Regions from separate parts of the Ovis aries genome. Here region 1 is linked to region 2. The links are chromatin contacts, called in public Hi-C maps. All regions are on one chromosome and are shown on one strand. The core of a region is the stretch at or near the end of the contact, and the rest is flanking DNA. Distances in the headings are between cores, read along the strand shown.

The links. A called contact is a pair of places that touch in the nucleus more often than the background predicts.
Region 1: a contact with region 2 is called in a Hi-C map of mixed tissues, with 2.6 times the contacts expected there. The contact joins the promoter of LAMB1 here to the enhancer-like site in region 2. A contact is called at or near these places in 2 of 16 Hi-C or Micro-C datasets (mixed tissues and tail adipose tissue).

What each region holds. Positions count from the first base shown.
Region 1 is chr4:50,554,997-50,559,122 of ARS-UI_Ramb_v3.0, forward strand. It overlaps LAMB1 (laminin subunit beta 1), which reads right to left and starts at 2,092. Exons shown (of 34, transcript XM_042248535.2): 1 at 2,021-2,092; 2 at 1,824-1,925; 3 at 631-806. The coding sequence starts at 1,860.
Region 2 is chr4:50,505,934-50,510,237 of ARS-UI_Ramb_v3.0, forward strand. It overlaps LAMB1 (laminin subunit beta 1), which reads right to left. Exons shown (of 34, transcript XM_042248535.2): 22 at 3,193-3,417; 23 at 1,468-1,682; 24 at 647-743. Among named protein-coding and RNA genes, the nearest start is that of LAMB1, 49 kb to the right of the region's middle. Within about 2 kb of position 2,083, at least 3 of the 54 cell types and tissues checked have an H3K27ac peak or open chromatin away from gene starts, as enhancers often do.

The DNA.
Region 1 (4,126 bases), core at 842-3,341, 49 kb after region 2:
ACGATCTGGATCCACTTTTAGAAACAGAAAACACTCTGAAATTTCATTTTGGTCCTCCTCTATCAGGGTACCATGGCAACCAGGGCATTTTGAAAAAGCAAGCATCTGATCCTGATGGTTAATGGAGGTGGATGGGAGCAGCACCAAATGAGGAGAGAAAAACATTGGAGTGCTTTTCTCCATGATTAGAGTGACCTTGCAAGGTATTTGTTAGGGCTGGAATACCCTTTATCCAAGTGAAAGACTTGGGGAAAACCCAAGATCACCACTCAGTATATAAAAAACAAAGAGGACAAACCACCTTTTACACACATTTTCCAAAAGGGAAAGATTGAAAAACAAAATTAAAAACAAAAAACGGGCTTTTGGAGACCCTGGGTCAAGGCTTGCGCACGTGCCCCAAGATCTGTCTGCAGCTCTGCCTTTCTGTACAGTGGTGGCAGGAAATGTTTGGCGGATGCAACTGTGCAAACTGAGATGAGGCAAAGGGGTGAGCTACCAGCCTGATCCCGGGACTCCCTGACTGCTGAGCTTCCTATCTGGATAGCTGGCAGGATACGGGGTCCCCCAGGCCTTCCCCTTCGGTGGGGACTGGAAGACGTGTGCGGGGAGCCATCTCTCTGCCCTCACCTGGAGGTGGCTGACGATACAGTAAGGCTCGGGTTTGTGCAGCCCGCAGGTCGAGGTCACCGAGAGCTTCTGCGCTCGGCCGATGAGAAGGTCGCCTGTGGCCGGGTAACAGCTGCCCTCCGCGCAGCCGTAGCTGAAATCGGGTTCTTGAGCGCTCACTCCAACTCCGCACAGGGCTGTGGAAGGCGCCGACGGACAGCGTAGGGCACAAGCAGGGAGCGGGCCCAGGCAAAGAGAATAAGCAGGGGGCGGAGACAGAGTAGATTGGGGGAAAAAAAGCAAGATACACAGGAAAGAGACACAATGGAGTGAGGCCGGGAAGGCAGAACGTGGAGAGGAGGATTCAGAAAGAAACAGATACAGCAGGTTTGTCCAGTAACTCAAAGCATCACTCCTAGGAAGCCCACCTACCCTCGCGCCCACCCCGATCAGCCCTGGGAAGCAGCTTCGAGGTTCCTGGACTCGGGCGCAGGGAGGCAGGCGGGCAAACGCCGCACACCCACTTGTAGGTGAACTCGCACGCACACGGTAGCCGGTGCATCCTTGGGAGACAGTGCAAGTGTGTGCGTGGAAATTTGTAAGCGTGTGGACGCGTGAATGTGTGTCCACAGACTCGGAGGTCGCCTACGCTTCGCCGGGGACGGGGGATCATGGGGTTCGCGGGGGACACCACTGTCCCGAACAAGGGGCGAGTGGTCAATCCCTGAGGCTTTGGACTGGCTTCAGCGATTCGTCATTCCAGGGAAGCTCCCGATCTAGCTGTTTCTGGCGCCATCCGGGGGCAAACAGCGATGGTTAATTAAAGCCACATGGCCCCAATTTGTCCCCAGGATGAAGCCTGCACTCAGCTCAGGCACTATCCCGGACAGGCTTCTGAGGAGCCTTCGCAGCTAGCCCACTACCCCATGAAGCCTGACCCCAGAGATGGAGAGACCCGCCGAAAAAGGGCCGGAGACGCAAAGCCCAGAGCGGGAGCTGCGGGAGCACCCGGAGCTCTGGGCACAAACACCCCAGGATGCAGTCCCCGGCCACCACCGAGGGCGCTGGCGATTAATCCCAACGCAGATTTCTATCAAGTCCCTCTCCCCACAGGCTTCCCCCAAAGCTGACTCCAGCGGTTTGGCTTATTCTTCCTGCAAGTCCAAGCCCACCCCTTCACACACACACCCCGTGCCCCCTTTCCTCCGAGTTACCTAAGAAACTGAACGCGAACACCTGGAGCCGCCCCATGTCCGTCCCCGCAGCCCAGGGGACACGGCCACCGAGCCGCCGGCTGTTTTTCCCAGTCTTCTTTTCTAGAGAGGTGGAGAGAAAAAAGGCAAATATTCAGAGAAGAGGGGGCCCTCGCATTTCCTGCCGCTCCCACGGAAGCGAAGGGTGGGAGGGTAACCTCGCGCCGCCACTGTGTCCTGCTCACCCGGCGGGACGAGCGCTCTGCCGGCGCCTGGCAGCCCCCGAGCCCAAAGAAGGGAATTAGAAAGTTTCGCCCTGGGAGGAACCGAGGGAGGCGCCTCTGCTCATGCGCACACCGGCAGTCAGGGCGGAGGGGGCCGGGCGGCCCGGCTTGGAGGGGAGGGGGTGAGGTTCAGGTCCCACCCTCCCCCCGCGCCTCCTTTGTTTTAAGGCTGCATCTGCGGATGCGATGGGGAAGTACCTCTTCCAGTTCCGTGCGGGGCTGCTAGGAGACCACCGGGTGCGCGTCCTGAGCCGTGCGCTGGGGTGCCCGAGGCGTTCGGGCGGGTCTGGGAGGTAGGTGTTCAGATTGCCTGGCGGGCGAGGGGGCTGGTCAGGACCTACCGCTCGCTCCTGCATTTACATTTATAAGGAGTGAGTCACGAAGAGGTGCCCAAGGCTGTAAACTCTAGCGCTAGGCGTGGGCTGGTTAACCCTTTAGAAAGAGGGTCACCTGGCAGGTTGCTGCCGAGAAAGCGGGGAAGCCCCCTGTACTGCTGAATCCGGACTCGGCGCCACCTCGGATGTCTTCATTCCAAGGAAGCAAAGTGCTCTTCGCTCCGCTGCCTTTGCGCACCAGCTCAGGACCTGCCGGGGAAGGGGCGGGGTGGGGGGGGGGCGGGGGGGGGCGGACTGCCACCCAGGTAGCCACAGCATTGAATTACCCATCTAATTTTTTTTTTTAATCGACTTTTAAATCCAAATCCAGATGTCAGGTGCGAATTCAGGTAACTTCTCCAACAACGATATAGGTTAGTTTATTGAACTTTTCTCCATCTCACCGTGAAAGGAAGTCTCTCAAGAGACGCACTTAACAATCTCCACAAAAGCACAACTTCGCAGATTCTTGGGAGGAATAACGTGGCGTACAAATGGTGGGGTGGAAGAGAGGGCCTCTGATGTCGGGTCTCTAGCAGCCCTGAATGTGACCTGTCTGGTTAAATAAGGCGTAAATACACGCTCACCCAGCTCCTGGGAGTTGGGGCCGGGGGGGGGGGGGGGGGGGGGGGGGGGGGGGGGGGGAGTGGACAGAAGCCGTTGGTGTCATTTTGTACCCCCCTTTTGGTAAACTGTCCCAGTTCTGCTGCCTTAGCAATGGCTGGAATCAAAGCTTGAGGTTTCTTTAGTCCTCTGGGCAAAAGTGCCCCCTGATATGAGGGGAGTATGTTAGTTGTTAGTCCAGTCAGGAGATTTTACTTTCTAATTAATCACCCTGGCAGAACGGTTTAAGTGCTCAGTTGGTCAGCTTTTAACTTGGTTGAAATGAAATAGGGCCCCGGGAAGTTTAATCATTAGACCATAGAGTAAGTTGCTTTGTGAGTTTATCTACATCCTTTTCCACTGAGGGCCAGGGGCGGGGGTGGGGTGGGGATGGGGGGAGCCTTAGGTTGTGGTGATACATTAATTATTCACCAAATCAGCACTTTGCCCTGCCTGTAGCCTCTGGAGATTTCTGCCTCTACCTGATGCTCAGGATCCCTGGTGCTTTCTGGGCAGCCCTGAGCACCCAGAAAGCTAGCGTTCTTGTGAAGGTCTAATATTGTGATGGAGGGTCTTCAGAACTTAAAAAGATTCACAGGTAAATGCCTTCTCCCTTTGTGGAACTTTGGATACCCTGGGCCAAAGTTGCTTTTTAGCTTTTCCTCCATAGAAACTGCAGGCATCTCTGGTTCTGCCTCTTCTGGGAGCCCTCCTTGTTACTTGGTGGTTCTGTCTGTTGCTGGTCAGTGTCCTCTGCTAGAGGGCAGACACCTTCAACACTCCTCTAAAGCCACTCCCACCCCTCACCCCCAACCCCACCCCCCCAGCCCCGTGCTCCTTACTACTTCACTTTCAGTAGGAAACTTACCTTTATTAAAAAAAAAAAAAAAAGATTTGTTGGGTTTTGTTTGTTTTTGCATGCATATATTCTGACCACTCGATCTATGAATGTGCCTGTCTTCATTCTCACCTTTATCTTTTGTGCTTCTGCCCTGGAAAGTGTGTCCTGCTCTCACTTCCTGAGAGCAATGCTCTTTCACACACAAACCTGCTCAAGTCTCCC
Region 2 (4,304 bases), core at 833-3,332:
GAACTATATTCGGTATCTTGTAATAACATCTAAGGGAGAAGAATCTGGGAAATACATGTATATAACTGACTCACTATGATGTACATCTGAAATATTGTCAATCAACTATGTGTTCATGGCTCTGTGTCCGACTCTTTGCAACCCCATGGTTGTGAAAGTGAGCTACATCAAGCAACTACCAGGCTCCTCTGTCCAAGGGATTCTCTAGGCAAGTATACTGGAGTAGGTTGCCATGCCCTGCTCCAGGGGATGCTCCCGACCCAGGGATGGAACCTGGGTCTCCTGCATTGCAGGCAGACGCTTTACCGTCTGAGTCACCAAGGAAATCAACTATGCTTCAATTTAAAAAAAAAGTAAAAACTAAAGCCATTCTGTGTGTCTGGGGTGTGTATGTATGCTTGTCTGTGCTGAGGCAGACAAACCTCTGCCCTGGGGAGCAAAGCCAGCCGTCAGCAGGTCCGCTTTTACCACCTCCATGTCTCCAGGGCTAGACAGGCTCCGGGGTTTGTGGTTGTCAGACAATGAGCTTGCACTTCTTTTGTAATCCAGCCTAGTTCTTATAGACAAGTTCATTTGTGCAGTACCGGACAGAAAGCTCCCACAAACACCTGGCCCATCTGTGCGCGAGTCCTGCGCCCACGCTCACCTCGGCACTCCACGCTGGGGTCCCCCCAGAAGAGCTCCTGGCACTCGCTGCAGGTGCGGCCTCCGAAGCCAGGCATGCAGTGGCACTGCCCTGTGAACTGAGGCCAAAGACAGATCAGCTGTCAGATCAGCTGCAAGGCCGGGAGACCTAACGGCCTGCCCGAGAAGACCTTGCACCCGACCTGACCGAGAACAGGGAACCTCACCCCGATCGCGGGTGCTAAGGGCCCCAGGCTGGCATCTCCTAACCGCTCCTCTGTAAGTGGGGCTGGGAAGGCCCAGAGCATGTTCCCTTTTGTGGACATGTTTCCTCACTCGCATCCTCATACGTCACTCGCAAGCCTGGACCACTTGTGGCTGTGTGTGACACACCGTTCTGTGTGTGTCAGGGAATAGGAGAACTTTCTACAATGTTGGCTATTGTGATGTGGCCCATTTCAGGCTGTGTGGCTAAGAAAAAAAAGTCTGATTCAGCAGCCAGGTATTGGAAAAAATGCACCCCCCTCCCGGCCCCCCAGTCCGTTTGAAAGCGAGCTGCCCGGCCCCTGCTCCCGCTGCTGGGGTCCTAGGCTGCTGTGCCCCAGTGGTATCCAGTGGGGACTCTATGCACATTACTTTACGTTGTCCCAGCCCACGGGGGCAAGTGAGGGCAGATATCCAGTCTGTGCTGTGTGGGCCAAGCTGTGTGTCCTGGTGCAAGGCTGTAACCACAAGGAGGGGTGCCTTTCTCTAACTGGGGCCCAGCCACCGAAGAGCTGTCATGTGGACCCAAAGTCCTCTTTCCTTATGCTATGATGGCTGCCCTGGGGGACAGTGCCTCACCTCATTACAGGACGGCCCGAAGGAATGAGCAGCATTGCAGCTGCAGGGGTCGCACCCCGTCCCACTGGCCAGTTGCCAGGTGTTGGGCGCACAGCGGTCACAGTTCTGGCCGATCACGTTCGGGAGGCAGAGGCACTGCCCGGTGGTTTTGTCGCACTGGCAATCAGAACCGTTACAGTGCTCTTGCACCGTGCCCAGGTAATTGCAGGCACACTCTGAAAAAGAACAACCTGGTCAGATGCACTTACAAAGGCCCACTCAGAAAATACACAGATAGTGCGGAAGTCAGCTACATCAAACAACGACCATTTCTCTCCCTAGATTTCAACCTGGGAATGCAAACAAGAAGAGAAAGGAATGGAGGGGATTAAAAAAAAAAATTCTAAACCTGTGGTTCTTCATCTTATGATGTTCCACACAGCTCTGACATTTCCCAGGCAGACATGCAAAATGGCTGGCATGTATTTTCAAAAATACTTGATTTAATAAGTGGCTGGTGAATCATTGTAAGATTGAGGATTTTACTGGAAATAAAAACCAGGCTGTGGGAGCAGAGATACCTAATGATTTCAAACTCTTGGCAGGAAACAGCAGTCACGGCTGTGTGAGCCATGGCAGGTACAGCCCTTTAAACTAGGAAGGCTTGAAGAAATCCAGCCCTGCTGCTCCTCAACATTCCGCACGTGTTTGTATCAACAAAGACAGGGCCTGGGGGCCGTGCAGGCACAGCAGGAAATGCTGACTGATCTCGCGATAAGAGAGAAATAACGAGTTCTGAAAGAGATACTTCAGGGATGTTACTTCTTTCTTTTCCTTAAGCTGGAAGGCTCTATCCATCACTGACAAAAGGGTAGACCAAAGTGTGTATTTAGGATGCAGTTATCAACAAGTCCATGGCAGAGCATAAACTCAATCCACTCTAGACCTATGCAGAGTGTGTCTGCGGCTTCCTCCCTCGGGCCTGGTGTGGAGGGCAGTGCAGGTCTGGGGCAGTGAGGAGCTCTGCGCCTGCTGTTGGGCCAGTCCAGAGGCTGCCCGGCCACCCTGGTCGGAGGCATGTGGCGCTGGCTGCTGGTGAGCACAAAGGCATATCCAGCCTCAGATAGCTGAGCTGCTTAGTTACCTAAGAAAATCGACCTGCATATGTCAGACGTTTATGCAATGCAAGGATGCACTGTGCTTATTTTAACAAAACTGTTTTCAATTTTTAAAAAATCAGTTCACTCTATCGATGGCATTTATCATGGGGACAGTGGTACAGCTTATGGTTCCTTCTCAGGTGCTGAGCCACAGCTCAACACTTCAGGGCCAGGAACGCGGCTGTTAAAAAAAAAATCATCCTTAACTTTCTCTTGTGCCTAATGAAATTTTCTCTTTCTGAAGAAGTGTTTTACCTGATGAGATAATGGGCTTCCCTGGTAGCTCAGTCAGTAAAGAATCTGCCTGCAGTGCAGGAGACAATGGGTTTGATCCCTAGGTCGGGAAGATCCCCTGGAGAAGGGAATGGCAAACCCATTCCAGTATTCTTGCCTGGAGAATTCCATAGACAGAGGAGCCTGGTGGGCTACAGTCCAAGGGGTCACAAAGAGTCAGACATGAATTGAACGACTAACACAGATGAGATAAATCCCCTAAGAATAAAATCCCCCAAGAAGGAGGTAGGGGAGGAGGAACAGGAGGGTGGAAGTCATTCTAAGGATGGGGCAGAGGGCGTGTGCATCTTACTGCGGCAGTCCTGGCGGAGCGCGTCGCCATAGTATCCAAACCGGCAGAGCTGGCAGCGCTCCCCCTCCGTATGGTACAGGCACTTGAGGCACCTCCCCGTCTCCTTGTCGCAGGCTTCCGGGTCCGCTGTGTCGATGTTGTGGTGGCACTGGCAGGGCTGACATGTCCCCCCCACAGCTGAGGGATTGCCAAAGAAGCCTGAGGCACACTCGTCACATCTGGAGCCTGTTGTCCAATAAAACCAGCATGGGGCCTTTGGCTTGCTGACTGCAAGATCTGGTTCCCTGACATTCCTGCCAACCAGAGAGCCCACCCAGGTGGTGCCTGGATCCCCAGGGCGCTAGTTACGGGGCCAAGGCTGGCCACGCTTTCAGGGAACGGGCTGTCAGTCGTGAAAGGCAGCAGGCTCTTTGCAGTGGTGGTGCTTCAGCCTTGGCTCTGCGGTCATGGTCGGGGAGGGACAGTTAGGAGAGTTCCGACCCATGGACTCAGCTCCTCATTACACAGGGATGGACAGATCAGGAGCGAAATAATGGTTTCACAGCAAAAAGCTTAGCTTGATGTTAAATCTTAACCCAAGGATTATATTCCTTGAAAAACTCTGGCTCCTCTCTGAGCAACCTGAAAAATGGGGCCCTTTGTGACGACCAATTTCCCTTCTTAAGAGATTTCGAAGAGTAAACAAGTTCCTACTGTATAGCACAGGGAACTATATTCAGTAGCCTGGGATAAACCACATGGAAAAGAACAGGAAAACGGATAAATATATGTGTAACTGAGTCACTTTGTTGCACAGTGGAAATAAACAACATTGTAAATCAACTATACTTCAGTAAATTTTAAAAAATCCTAAAAAGTGCAAATTGGCTGAGCTGTGTGTAAGCATAAGGAGTATCTGAAACAGTGGCATCAAGGATGAAATAAAGGGAGTCTGTATGTACAACTTGCTACACTCCATGAATGCTGGCCGATAATGTGAGTACAGCAAGTAATAATACTTTTAGCTTTGATCAATTCTGTTGTCTGGGACTCGTACATGGTATTCTTTTCTTCATTCTCCCCACTATTTGGCTACTTTAGTTTTTGAGACTCTCCTACTAGGCGTTGGATAA